Regions from separate parts of the Mus musculus genome. Here regions 2 and 3 are each linked to region 1. The links are chromatin contacts, called in public promoter capture Hi-C maps. All regions are on one chromosome and are shown on one strand. The core of a region is the stretch at or near the end of the contact, and the rest is flanking DNA. Distances in the headings are between cores, read along the strand shown. Region 1 holds the start of Slc27a3 (solute carrier family 27 (fatty acid transporter), member 3). Region 2 overlaps Tpm3 (tropomyosin 3, gamma). Region 3 holds the start of S100a9 (S100 calcium binding protein A9 (calgranulin B)).

The links. Promoter capture Hi-C pulls out the DNA fragments that hold promoters and counts their contacts.
Region 2: a contact with region 1 is called in a promoter capture Hi-C map of pre-B cells. The contact joins the enhancer-like site here to the promoter of Slc27a3 in region 1. A contact is called at or near these places in 8 of 39 promoter capture datasets (cranial neural crest, frontonasal cranial neural crest, hippocampal neurons and 4 more), 2 of 484 Hi-C or Micro-C datasets (embryonic stem cells and pancreatic beta cells) and 2 of 9 other capture datasets (adipose tissue and pancreatic islet).
Region 3: a contact with region 1 is called in a promoter capture Hi-C map of the C10 cell line. The contact joins the promoter of S100a9 here to the promoter of Slc27a3 in region 1. A contact is called at or near these places in 3 of 39 promoter capture datasets (the 3T3-L1 cell line, the C10 cell line and the SN4741 cell line), 2 of 484 Hi-C or Micro-C datasets (cerebellum and embryonic stem cells) and 1 of 9 other capture datasets (adipose tissue).

The regions. Positions count from the first base shown.
Region 1 is chr3:90,387,762-90,392,181 of GRCm38.p6, reverse strand. It overlaps Slc27a3 (solute carrier family 27 (fatty acid transporter), member 3), which reads left to right and starts at 2,244. Exons shown (of 10, transcript NM_011988.3): 1 at 2,244-3,010; 2 at 3,283-3,492; 3 at 3,696-3,854. The coding sequence starts at 2,392. Ints3 (integrator complex subunit 3) reads left to right here. Exons shown (of 30, transcript NM_145540.3): 30 at 77-802. The coding sequence ends at 154.
Region 2 is chr3:90,081,667-90,086,086 of GRCm38.p6, reverse strand. All of the region lies in intron 2 of Tpm3 (tropomyosin 3, gamma), which reads right to left. Among named protein-coding and RNA genes, the nearest start is that of Tpm3, 11 kb to the right of the region's middle. Within about 2 kb of position 2,061, at least 126 of the 459 cell types and tissues checked have an H3K27ac peak or open chromatin away from gene starts, as enhancers often do. A contact at or near this core is called in adipose tissue, hippocampal neurons, liver and 1 more, where this site is marked.
Region 3 is chr3:90,693,682-90,698,101 of GRCm38.p6, reverse strand. It overlaps S100a9 (S100 calcium binding protein A9 (calgranulin B)), which reads left to right and starts at 2,381. Exons shown (of 3, transcript NM_001281852.1): 1 at 2,381-2,434; 2 at 2,805-2,969. The coding sequence starts at 2,817.

The DNA.
Region 1 (4,420 bases), core at 995-3,494:
GTAATGGGTGCGGGTGGGGTGTGGTCAGCTGCTGTCCAGGTTAGTGATGGCCTTCTGCTCCCCTCATTTCTTCCAGGAGGAAGAAGATACAAAGCCTAAGCCTACCAAACGAAAACGAAAAGGCTCCTCTGCTGTGGGTTCTGACAGTGACTGAGGCCTGGATCCCCACCCTGCCCCAGCCTGAGAAAGGTCCATGCAGCCCCACCTCTCCTCTCCTCCCAGGGCCTCCAGCTCTTTTCACCCCCTCTTCACTGCTGCTCCCACTGGTAGGTTCTCACAGCAACCAGAAGCTGTGCAGAAGCAGATCATGGTGGAAGTCCTTTGCCGCCGGCTCCTCCCCAAGTCTCCGAAGAGCCATTTGGACAGAGAAAGGAGTGATGAAGAGGCTGCTGGGCAGAGGAGCTGGGGTGACAGCAGATGCTGTGTGAGTGGGCATTTCCCCCTGCTTCCTGTCAGTCTGCATTTGTAGTCTGTGGACGGTGGTCATTACACCAGTGTGAAGTGGGCATCTGACCTGGTGTGGGCGGTGCCCATCTGGGCAGATGCCACAGCCTTCAGAAAAGAACCCAATGGCAGCGTGAGAGGCTCTTGCTGCACCTGGGATGCTTGGGTTGGCCCGGCATTGGCACTTCAAGCTGAGCCAGAGCCCAGGGGAGTCCTGGAGGCAAGTTCCTCAGAACTGTCAGATGGCCTGATTTTCTGTGGTTCTGTTTTTGCTTTTTCTTTTGGCAAAGATAATCGAGTTTTAAATTGTTTTTAAGTGATAATGAAACAAGCCAGAACATCTTTTGTGCCTGAGTTGACATCTCTGTTCGTCCTGTGTATATAGGCGCCTCTGTTTAACTTGTACCCCTCTCCCCACTACACAATGTCTCCAGGAGGGACTTGGCTTTGATCTGAGATCCTTCCCACTAGAGTGAGTCAGACATCTAACCTTTCCACTTAGAAGCTGATGCTGGCACCATCTCCCTGCAGGCTGGCTGGCCTTGCCCATTGCTTCTCGGGAACTTCATCTTTAGGAGGTGGGGTGGGGTGGGAAGGGGAGGGGAGGGGTTACTTAGTAGATAAAAAACTTGCCACACACGAATGAGGACCAGAGTTCTATGGTGGCTTGCCTATGATCCCAGAGCTCAGAAGGCAGAGACTGGGTCCCTGGAGTCAGATGGCTGGCTAGCTATCAGTGAGCTCAGGGTTCAGCTGAGAGAGCCTACCTTGACGAATGAGGTGGAGAGTGATCTAGGATTCCTGACTTGTACCTTGGGCCTCCACCCCATGAATACACAAGTGCACTCAAGCGTGCACATAATCCACACACCTAAGACCTCCATATCCTCCAAAGCCAGCATTCGCCCCTCACTTTAGTAAGTGCACTGTTCCCAGGGGTTTAGGCAGGGAAGGGTGCTCTACGTTGAGTTTTGAAGGAGAGAGGATGAAAGCTCAAATGCCAGGGCAGGAGACGCTCTTCCAGTCTGACTGCTTACTGTCCCCATATAGCAGCAGAGGATAGTCCCAGATCATGCTTTCAGCTTCCCTGTCCAGGGACATTCGATGCCTTGCTGAGGAGAGGTAAAGGCTAGGTTTAGTGCACACACTCCATTGATTCAGCCTGGACATTTTCCTCTTCTGAGAATCCATGCTCTTTTAAAGCCACTACTTTTGAAACTCTAAACCACCAAGAGGCCTCTTTTTTCTTCCTCTTCCCATCCCCAGTTTCCACTGCACCGATTAAAACCAGGATGGGAAACATTTGCTGCCTGGTCCCAATTATTGTATCCTTGCCTAAAATGAAGGGCTTCCCTTCACAAGTCTGGCAGATTGGCCTCCACCTTTCCCGTAACTTAATTCTCAGGCTCCCCCACCCATTCCCTGGGGGGTTGCTATTGCTGCTGGTAGCTGGAGGCAGCTGTTTTGCCCAGACTTGCAGACCCGACCTGGCCAGGGGCCAGATTCTTCAGTCGCCTTAGGAAGAGAGCAGTGGTACCATCCCATCATGGGTGACAAAGAACAATCAAAGGATTGAATGGCTCCAGGACCAGGACTATAAGCCAGCCAATAGCTTAGGTGGCCATGAAAATGCACAGCTGTGGGGTTGGAGGGTAGGCACCTCTTTGGACCCGACAGGCTGCTGGCCACCAGCGGTCAAATTCCGGAGCGTGTGCGCCTAGGGCGGGGCCTGGGTTGTGGGGAGGGCCGGGCCGCCCCCGACTCTCGCACTCCTGGCTCCCGCGCCACACCGCAGAAGCTGGGTGGGAAGGGCGGGTGCCAGCGCACGCGCGCCACGTTCCCGGGAAGAAAGGTTGTCCGAGCCGGACCAAAGCTGGCTTAGTGTTTCAGGAAGGACCACCTGGAGTGTGTGTGAGCTGCTGGGACGGACTAGAGGAAAAGGGCACCATGGCGGCCCTCCTGCTGCTGCTGCCCTTACTCTTGCTCCTGCCTCTGCTGCTGAAGCTAGACGTCTGGCCTCAGCTGCGCTGGCTGCCGGCCGACCTGGCCTTCACAGTTCGCGCCCTCCGCTGCAAAAGGGCCCTTCGAGCACGCGCGCTGGCCGCAGCGGCCGCCGACCCCGAAAGCTCTGAGAGCGGGTGCAGTCTGGCCTGGCGTCTCGCGTACCTGGCCCGGGAGCAGCCGACACACACCTTCCTCATCCACGGCGCGCAGCGCTTTAGCTACGCGGAGGCTGAGCGCGAGAGCAACCGGATTGCTCGCGCCTTTCTGCGCGCACGGGGCTGGACCGGGGGCCGCCGAGGCTCGGGCAGGGGCAGCACTGAGGAAGGCGCACGCGTGGCGCCTCCGGCTGGAGATGCGGCTGCTAGAGGGACGACCGCGCCCCCTCTGGCACCCGGGGCGACCGTGGCGCTGCTCCTCCCAGCGGGCCCGGATTTCCTTTGGATTTGGTTCGGACTGGCCAAAGCTGGCCTGCGCACGGCCTTTGTGCCCACCGCTTTACGCCGAGGACCCCTGCTGCACTGCCTCCGCAGCTGCGGTGCGAGTGCGCTCGTGCTGGCCACAGGTAAGGCTGCGAGCCAGAGAGGGCGCGCCTGCTCCCTAGACCCGAGGTGCAGAAGTGAGTGGGAATAAGAAAGAGGCCTGGGTTTGGGGAGGGATGTGCTAGACCCAAAGAATTCTTAAGCCGTCGGATTACAGGTCCCAGGCAAGACGTGGGATCCCCACATTGCCACCCTCACCCTAGAGCATTGCACAAGGACAGAGCAAACCAACCAGGTGATGGAAGGCTTTAGAGTAGCTGGAGAACCTCGAAGCTGGGTTTGCCTACCCTTGTAGAGTTCCTGGAGTCCCTGGAGCCGGACCTGCCGGCCTTGAGAGCCATGGGGCTCCACCTATGGGCGACGGGCCCTGAAACTAATGTAGCTGGAATCAGCAATTTGCTATCGGAAGCAGCAGACCAAGTGGATGAGCCAGTGCCGGGGTACCTCTCTGCCCCCCAGAACATAATGGACACCTGCCTGTACATCTTCACCTCTGGCACTACTGGTGAGGACTGGATACAATACTTCTCAGACACTGAGGCAGAGGGTGGCAAGGTCTGGGGAGAGGACTGGGACGCTTGTCACTTTCAGATCACCCTGGACACCATCCCAGGCACAGCTTCTCTCCTTCCAGTCCCCAAAATACCTATTTTTCCAGGACACAGCTCAGACCCTTTTCCTGACTGTGCCCCTCTTGCCACCCTTCAGGCCTGCCCAAGGCTGCTCGAATCAGTCATCTGAAGGTTCTACAGTGCCAGGGATTCTACCATCTGTGTGGAGTCCACCAGGAGGACGTGATCTACCTCGCACTCCCACTGTACCACATGTCTGGCTCCCTTCTGGGCATTGTGGGCTGCTTGGGCATTGGTTAGTCTCTCTCCTTGGGCATTATTCAGTTTCTCACATATTCCCTCTAGCACAGTGGTTCTCAGCCTTCCTAATACTGCAACCCTATGTCACAGTTCCTCAGGGTGTGGTGACCCCCAAACCACAAATTACTCCGTTGCTGCTTTGTAACTGCAATTTTACTACTGTTATGTAGGCATATGATATGGGAGTCAAGAGAGTTGCAACCCACAGGTTGAGAGCCACTGAGCCACTGCTCTAGCAAGTGCTGAAGTGCTGAATCTATGCCAGCCTTGCCAGGGAGTTGTCCTGAATCCTAGGTAGAGTGAGGCATTCCCTCCTGTACAGTAGGAAATGTCACACAGTTCAGAGCCTCAGGGCGAGCCACTGTGGAGGCTGCATGGTTCAGAGGGAACAAAAGAGAAGGGTTGTATCAACCTAGAAAGGAATATTAGCCTCAGCAAACACGAGTAGGGAAGGACTTGGCCACTACAGCCTGCTAAAGACATGACTCCAGCAGGCGTCTGTAGTGAGCAATGGTGGCTGGAGTCTTCTCTTCACCCTCCCTTCTCTCCCGTTTCCGGGCA
Region 2 (4,420 bases), core at 812-3,311, 310 kb after region 1:
CACTCTAACAAAGGGGTGGTACCCTCAGCCCTGCAGAGCATTCTAAAATTCAGTTCCTTATCCACACAGTATCATTTTTTCTCTTCTGGACTCAATTCAAATCCCAGAACCTATAAGGGCCAACAAAGCCGGGTGTATTGACACACACCTTCAATTGTGGCACGCAGGAGGCAGAGGCAAGTAGGTCTCCCTGAGTCTGAAGCCAGTCTAGTCCTAGTCTACACAGTGAGATCCTGTCTCAAAAAAGCAGCTAGAGGAGACAGACTTCTCCTTCAATGACAGCTACTTCCAGTTTTCAACTCCAGATCCTCCTGAGTGTTGGGACTACAGGCAAATGCCAGGATACCCGGTGTTTAGTATTTCTATCATTTTATATTTCTCTATGTATACCAGTTTAACCTTGTGATCTCCTTCCCCGAACACACCAGGAAGATGACCAACTAATGCCTTCCAGACAGCTCTCCAGACAGGAAAGGGAAAGGACGCAAGATTGGGCTCTCTTGGGCTGCAAAGATGACTCAACAGCTAAAGGTACCAGATGCCAAGGCTGAGGATCTGAGCCCTACTTCTGGGAACCACACGGGGGACAAAGAGAACTAGTCCCCACAAACTGTCCATCTTCCCCCACCCCGCCCCTTCAGTGTGTTCCCTTATAAAAAACAAACAAGAACCCTAGCTTCCACCTAGCGCCACGCCTCTGGCTGGCTGCCTGCCTTTCTATTCTATGCCTCTAACAACCTCCTACTAAGCTTCACTGGACTTCAGTACAATTCCTAATAGTAACTTCCCTGGCTTCATATGCAACAAAGCACACGCTCAAGTCCAAGTAAGTCACCAACATAGCTGGTCTACTGTCAGTCTGGAAGGGGTTCTCACAGATGGGATTATACGTGGCCACAATCTAGCACTCTGAAGACAGGGTAAGTTCAATGCCAACGTGGGCTACCCAAGGAGACCCTGTTTCAAACAAATAAACACCACCCCAAATTTAAGATCTTTGCTACACATGATGACGTTCAAACGCTTCTATCCCGGTGAACTCTGGCTCCCCTCTCCAGCCCAGACTGTGCCTGAATTCCATTACCCTGGTTTCCTCTAACAGTCAAGGGTGGTAGCAGCTGGAGAATCTGGGCCATCAGCCCTACAGGGAGGGATATAACTGGATAAGATCCTGCTAACAGTCAGGATTGGAACAAAAATTTCCACATACAAACACAGGAGAGATTGGGGAAGGAGGCAGGAGACCAGGATAAGGGAAAAAAATTAAACTGAGAAGTCTACATAAATTGAAATTCCTGAGAAACCATTTGTGTTCCTAACTCTACCATTCAGAACACCACAAAGGCAAGCATTCTCTAGTTCTGTCTCTTCTAGGAAAACAGATGTCCTGGAAGACAACACAGATTTATCCTCACAAACTCAACAGGGCCAACCAGTCCAGAGCAAGCCAGGCTATCAGACCAGGGCTGTGATACACTCACAATACCACACAGTACTTACCCCTTACGACGGTTACAACAAAAACATGAAAAATGCAGCCTGAGGGGCTGGAGAGATGGCTCGGCAGTTAACAGCACCAGTTGCTCTTACAGAGAACCCAGGTTTGATTCCCAGCACCCACACAGTGATCCACAACCATCCATAATTCCAGTTTCAGAGGCTCCAAAGCCCTCTTCTGACTTCCATGGGCACCAAACACATACATGGTACACATACATACACCACACAGGCAAAAACACTGATTCACAGAAAAATCAATAAACCTGGGGGTGGGGGGAATTAAAGAGAAAAATGCAGCTGGATCTGCAGGAAGCACATGAAATGTTAAGTCCCTTTCCAGCTCCTAGTTACCCAAACTGGAAAAAGATAACAGGCTCTGGGGGCAGGGTATAGTTCCCATGGCAACAAGCTGGCTCTGGCACTTTCTTCTACCAAACAGCATTTACAACTGAATTCTTCACAAGGGTGGAAAAAGAGGAAGAGAAAACACCTCTTGGTGCACTTGCAAGAGCAAGCCTGTGTTAGAAGAACCAAAGATTAAGGAGTCCCAGCAAAAGCTTCAGCTGATCCAGAGGGTGGTAGGTTTAGGGCAGAAAGTTCTACTTCTTCCCTATAGCTGAGCAGTTCTCTTTACAAGGAAACAAAAGGCTGCAAAAATCAAAATCTGATACTCCCTCCAGAGGAATACGGAAGACAGCTCACACACCGCTCAGGTCAGCAGGCCACACCAGCTCCCGGGGCAGGCTAGCCTGAGTTTGAGAAACACTACACTCTATGGTTTTTTGTTTTGGGGTTTTTTTTTCCCCCATTATTCTAGATTTCACCTAATGCCCAGTAGAGCCTGCCTACCTCCCCACAATTTAGAGGCTACAGTGTGAGGTCTTCCATTCAACAGTAACAGGAGTCTCCATTGTTCAGGAAGCAAAATTCGGTGGTGGAATGCAGCAGCCATTTGGTCACATTAAAAGATGGCTGACGGCAGTCTTGTCTATGACAGAAGTTTTAGTTTAAATGCTACAGTGGGCTGTCCTCCTGTGCAAGCCTGACAACCTGGATTTGATCCCCTGAACCCACAGAATGGTGAAAATGGGACTCCACAAAGTTGCCCTCTGACCTCAACACACGTTATGGCGCGTGTACGACCCACAAACATTACATGCATACTCGATAGTAGTTTTAATGTGAAAAGAGGCCCAAAGCATACCACATCCCTTAATGTAAGGAGCTGCGAGAGCTGGTAGGCAGAGACAGAGCAGGGCCAAGGACAGACGGGAGAAGTCTAAATCTGGCACTCTGCCACACTGGGGTTTCTCGTTTTAGATATAAAAGTCACAGGTGTAATTCAGGATAGACACAGTACTAGAAAAGCCAGGCCCATGCTGAAGAAAGGACTGCTGTGCCCTGTGTTCCCATGCATGCCTCTCCCAGTGAGCTTGTCCTGGGGAAATTCTACCAAGGGGCAGGAAAGCTGGGAATTGAAGTTATCTGCCGTCCCAGAGTCAACAAAGGTGGAGTCTAGCAGAGGCACTCAGAGCAAAGGGTTGTTTGCCTCTCCTGGAGCAGTGTGCTCTGAAATGGGGGGCAGAGGAAGGCAAGCAGCAGCCAAACCAATCCAAGCCTCTAACAAAGAGAGGAACAAACACCCAAATATCCTACCCCTCCTTCGGAGACCAAGAATTTAGGCTCAAAGTTAGAACCTGTGTTCAAAGCCCACTCTTCTTCCCTTGGTGTTATTTCCAATGTTTTAAGGCACAACAAAAGGAAAAATCAAAAATACTATGGGAAACTTGGAGAAATATATGTGTGTGTGTGTGTATAGTTTGATTTTGTTTTTTTCAGAGACAGGGTTTCTCTGTGTAGCCCTGGCTGTCCTGGAACTCACTTGGTAGACCAGGGTGGCCTCGAACTCAGAAATCTGCCTGCCTCTGTCTCCCAAGTGCTGGGATCAAAGGCGTGTGCCACCACTGCCTGGCAGGAGAAATTTTTTTTTTTTTTTTACGCCCGGCGAAATATTTTTTAAAGGGTAAGATGAACCATTCACTTAAAAATGGTTACAGTGAGGCTGGCAGGATGGCTCAGTAGGGAGAGCTGCTCTTGCAGACCTTGGCTCCTGGGACCAGTCCAACATGGTGGGGTGGGAGTTGCATCCACAAGTACTGGCAGTTCCAGCTCAAGGGGGTCAGACACCCATACTTCTGAATAAAATTAGTACTAAGAAGGAAAGATAACAGTGGAAACGCAGGCTTGGCAGTTGAACCCCGGAGGAGACTATTCCAGAGGCAAAGCACAAGGATCGGTTGAGTCCAGAACCCAAGGCCAGCCGGGGCAGGTAAGTTTTCATGTTAAATATGCATCTTTTTATCGCTAACAATAAGCGCACTTAATTTTGCACTGTCACCTGTTGAAGTCTAGACAAAGCAGGGTGTAGCTGAATGGTAGAAAGCTTGCCTGGGGTAAGGCCCAAGTCTGATCCCAGCACAGCTTAAAAAACAATAGAACCCTCTTACTAAATACAAAGGAAATTCAAAACTGAAAGTAAAACTTCGCAGGCAGCAAGCTATACTCTAAATGGCCTGTCCTACCTCAGAACCTCACATCTAGCTTAACAAAGGCAACTTGGATCCCCACACAAAGTGGAAAAAGACAGTCTACTAATATCACAATAAAGGATCCCACCAGGTACTGTGGCAGGAGACTACAAAACCCACATTCCAGTGGCCCTAGAAGAGGTGACTCAAGCATCCCCCTTCCTTCTGTGACTCTTCAGTAGAGGCTCAAAGTTCGAGAGTGCAAAAAGTCAAAAGCTCACAAAGATACTAGTTTCATCAATATTTAACTACCACCCTACTTCCTCCTTCCGAGGACTTCCTCAGGAGACTTCTGTGAAATAAGCACATTTGGTAAGCCCTGAACATGTGCA
Region 3 (4,420 bases), core at 1,132-3,631, 310 kb before region 1:
TTTATAAAGCTCAACCTTGCTATTCCCGAGTTTATAGCCAAAGGCATAAAAGTCATCATACAATTTACATAACTGCACATCTATGTTTGTTGTGGAACTATTCACTATAGCCAACATATACAAGTCTGGGTGCCCAACAATAGATGAGTGAATAAAGAGAATTGGTATACACGCATAAGAAAGTATGCTGGTGAGGATGTGGAGAAAGAGGAACACTCCTCCATTGCTGGTGGGATTGCAAGCTTGTACAACCACTCTGGAAATCAGTCTGGCGGTTCCTCAGAAAACTGGACATAGTACTAATGATAGATCCAGCAATACCTCTCCTGGGCATATACCCAGAAGATGTTCCAACTGGTAAGAAGGACACATGCTCCACTATGTTCATAGCAGCCTTATTTATAATAGCCAGAAGCTGGAAAGAACCCAGATGCCCCTCAACAGAGGAATGGACACAGAAAATGTGGTACATTTACACAATGGAGTACTACTCAGCTATTAAAAACAATGAATTTATGAAATTCTTGATCAAATGGATGTATCTGGAGGATATCATCCTGAGTGAGGTAACCCAATCACAAAAGTAGTCACTTGATATGCACTCACTGATAAGTGGATATTAGCCCAGAAACCTAGAATACCCAAGATACAACTTCCAAAACACAAGAAAATCAAGAAGGAAGACTAATGCATGGATACTTCATTCCTTCCTAGAATAGGGAATAAAATATCCATGGAAGGAGTTGTAGAGACAAAGTTTGGAGCTAAAATGAGAGGTTGGACCATCCAGAGACTGTTCCACACAGGGGTCCATCCCATAATCAGCCACCAAATCAGGCACAGTGCCTGGCAAATACAAAAGTGGATGCTCACAGTCACCTATTAGATGGAACACAGGACCCCCAATGTAGGAGCTAGAGAAAGTACCCAAGAGCTGAATGGGTCTGCAACCCTATAGGTGGAACAGCAATATGAACTAATCAGTGCCCCCAGAACTCATGTCTCTAGCTGCATATGTAGCAGAAGATGGCCTAGTTGATCATCATCAGGAAGAGAGGCCCCTTGGTCAAGAAAACTTTATATGTCCCAGTACAGAGGAAAGCCAGGGCCAAGAAGTGGGAGTGAGTTTGTAGGGGAACAGGGCGGTGGGAGGGTATAGGGGACGTTTGGGATAGCATTTGAAATGTAAGTGAAGAAAATATCTAATAAAAAAAGTCAAAAGAAAGAAAGAAAGAAAGTATTCAGCCATAAAGAAGAACAAATTGTACCATTTGTAAGAAAACGAATGGACCTAGGGATTATCATGTTAAACATAATAAACTAGACTCACAAGACAAGCACTACATGTTCTCTCTATATGAAAATTAAGGTTAAAAGAAAAAGAAAATGCAAGCAAAGTAAGGGCTGAGGGTGGAACCCTTGATGCCCAGCCCGCTGCCCCTGCCAGGCTACTAAAGAAACATTGCTTTCTGATGCATGTGTAAAGGGTGACTTAATTAACCCCTGCCCCCAGGAAAGGATGTGAAAAAAGACTATCAGAGAGGTACAAGGAGAAAAGAGGAATAGAGAGATGGGATAAGAAAAGAAAATAGAAGGAAATTTTTTATCAAAATATATTATATGAAAGTCATTGTTCTGTTTAGTTGTTATAGGCTAATAACAATCATTTTTTTTAATCAGCTACCTTCTAGGATATAAGTTCCTAGGGGACATAAATGACAACTGGGAATAGGATTTGGAAGAGTGACACTGAGAACCACTGAAGATAGCTCCCCTCTCAGATGCAAGGGGGAGAATGTAGTAGTAAATACCCTTAAAAAGAACTGGGATGTCTGAGTACAGCCCCTGCTAGGTCACATGCTAGCTAAATGATCTTAAGTCCCCTTCTGAACATAACATTCCTCTCCATTGGGAAAGAGCTACCACCTCTGAGGAGCTTCTTAACACTAATTCCATTCAAGAACGCCATGAGGACCCCCTCACCCTTCCTCAAAGGAGCCAGGAAAACACATGAGAAGGCTCAGACCATAAACTCAGGGGATAGAGCCAGAATGAGATGGCCACAATGATTCGCCTGCCACCCTCTGTATATTACAAGTCAGGACAAGGAAATGAAAGGTATCAAAGATGGCAGGTAGGCTGTCTTGCTTAAGATTTGGGCGGGGAGGGGTTAGGGGGAGGTTGGATGGAAGGGAAGTGAGCCAACTAACCAGTTTCCCCCCAAACAAGCTCCAAGCCCAGGGCTGGGAATTTCACAAAACATCAGAGCTGTGTGAACATTTCCTGCCCCACCCCAGCTCCCTGACTGTCAGAGTTACCACACTGCTCACCTGTGAAGCAATCTTCCCCGAGATAACCATGTATCTAACAAGGAGCTGCCTATAAATACTGGGCTTACACTGCTCTTACCAACATCTGTGACTCTTTAGCCTTGGTAAGTAAGCTTCATTTTCCGTGGAGAGGAGTCTCCCTACTAGATCTTTTGTTCCTTCCCTTGGCCAACTTTCCTCCAAGCCTTCCTCTTGAAGCCCTCCTAGGTTGATCTATTCATTTTATATCTTCCTTCACTTTTTCTAAGAATGTTGTGCTATAAAATATTTTTGTTTTTTGCATTCCATCAATAGTCAAAATTCTGTTTTGTGTATATGTGGAGGGAAGCTGTCTCTCCATTATGTAGCACCCTACCTGTTCTTTTTATTTTGTGCTCCCCTCCTTATCTTGCCTAACAGTGGCCAGAGACTAGGTCAGGGAAGCTTGGTATCCCATTCTTTTATTTGTAACTTTTGTTTCCCCTATTTTCAAAGAAGAGCAAGAAGATGGCCAACAAAGCACCTTCTCAGATGGAGCGCAGCATAACCACCATCATCGACACCTTCCATCAATACTCTAGGAAGGAAGGACACCCTGACACCCTGAGCAAGAAGGAATTCAGACAAATGGTGGAAGCACAGTTGGCAACCTTTATGAAGGTGAGGCTTGGCTTGTGAGAGAAGAGGGTGCAATCTGCAGCAGTCTGAGAACAAATTCTAGCACCGGGGGCAGTAGGGCTCTGCCATTAGAGGCACTCAAAGTTAGCCATGAGTCAGGAAATGGTTCAGTTGAACATCTGCAATGTGTGGTGCCCTATTTGGGGCAGAGGGCTGCAGAGATGATCTAGGAACCCATATCCCAGTGTTGGTGACACATAACTTTAAGAACACAAGGGAATTCAATGACCTAAGAGTTGGGAGGATGGTGAGACAGTTCTGTGGATAGTCTGGGAATGAGTGACTATGATTTATAGATAGATAGATGAAGAAGAAGAGGAAGAAGAAGAAGAAGAAGAAGAAGAAGAAGAAGAAGAAGAAGAAGAAGAAGAAGAAGAAGAAGAAGAAGAAGAAGAAGAAGAGAAGGAGGAGGAGGAGGAAGATAGATAAATGATAGATTGATAGATAGATAGATAGATAGATAGATAGATAGATAGATAGATAGATAGATAGATGATAGACAGAGAGACGAATAGATATACCGACAGATAAATAAATAATAAATAGATAGTAGGAGCCAGGCAGTGGTGGCACACACCTTTAATCCCAGCACTTGGGAGGCAGAGGCACGAGGATTTCTGAGTTCGAGGCCAGCCTGGTCTACAGCGTGAGTTCCAGGACAGCTGGGACTACACAAAGGAACCCTGTCTTGAAAAATCAAAAAAATTAAAATTAAAAAAATTTTAAACAATAAATAGATAGTAGGTAAGGAGAAAGAGAGAGACAGAGAAAGAGCCTTTGAGGGAGTAATACTTTAAATGAAACCTAGTCCCTGGTTAAAGACTCAAGGGATCTTAAAACAATGAGATGACAGGTTCAGTTAGTTCCTGGAGAAGGAAGTTAAAACCCACTACCCTTCAAGATGGGCTTTATTACAATAGAGATCATCAAGACGATGAAGGCCATAGTCCAGCCTTTAGGTAAAAGAACTTTTATATTCATTGTGAGGACATTAAAGAAAGTAGCATGAAGTGAAAGAATAGCAGAGATGGCCACCATGACCAACATGGAAGGGGACAACTAAAAGGAGGGGGGAGAGTGTCTGTGTGTGTGTGTCAGAGTCAGAGTAAGCCTTTATTTTTTATAACTTTTCCGCAGAGAAGTGTCCATAATATGGCTAGCCTCTGTCGGCTGGTCCCCTGCCCAACTTGGGACCAAGGAAAATCAGAGAATTGTCACTATGGGAGGTATTAGGGGCAGAGATATCTCTTAAGTGAGTACATCAGACAAGCAAGATACTGATTCAGGGTAAACAGAGGTTGCACTTGAAGCTATGTTAGAAGATACCTTCTCTGTGACACCCCCCCATGGGCTTTACTTCCTATATTGACATATTCTACCAGAACCATGGAAACAGGAACCTCAAACGTAAGTTACTCATGAACTACTCAGTT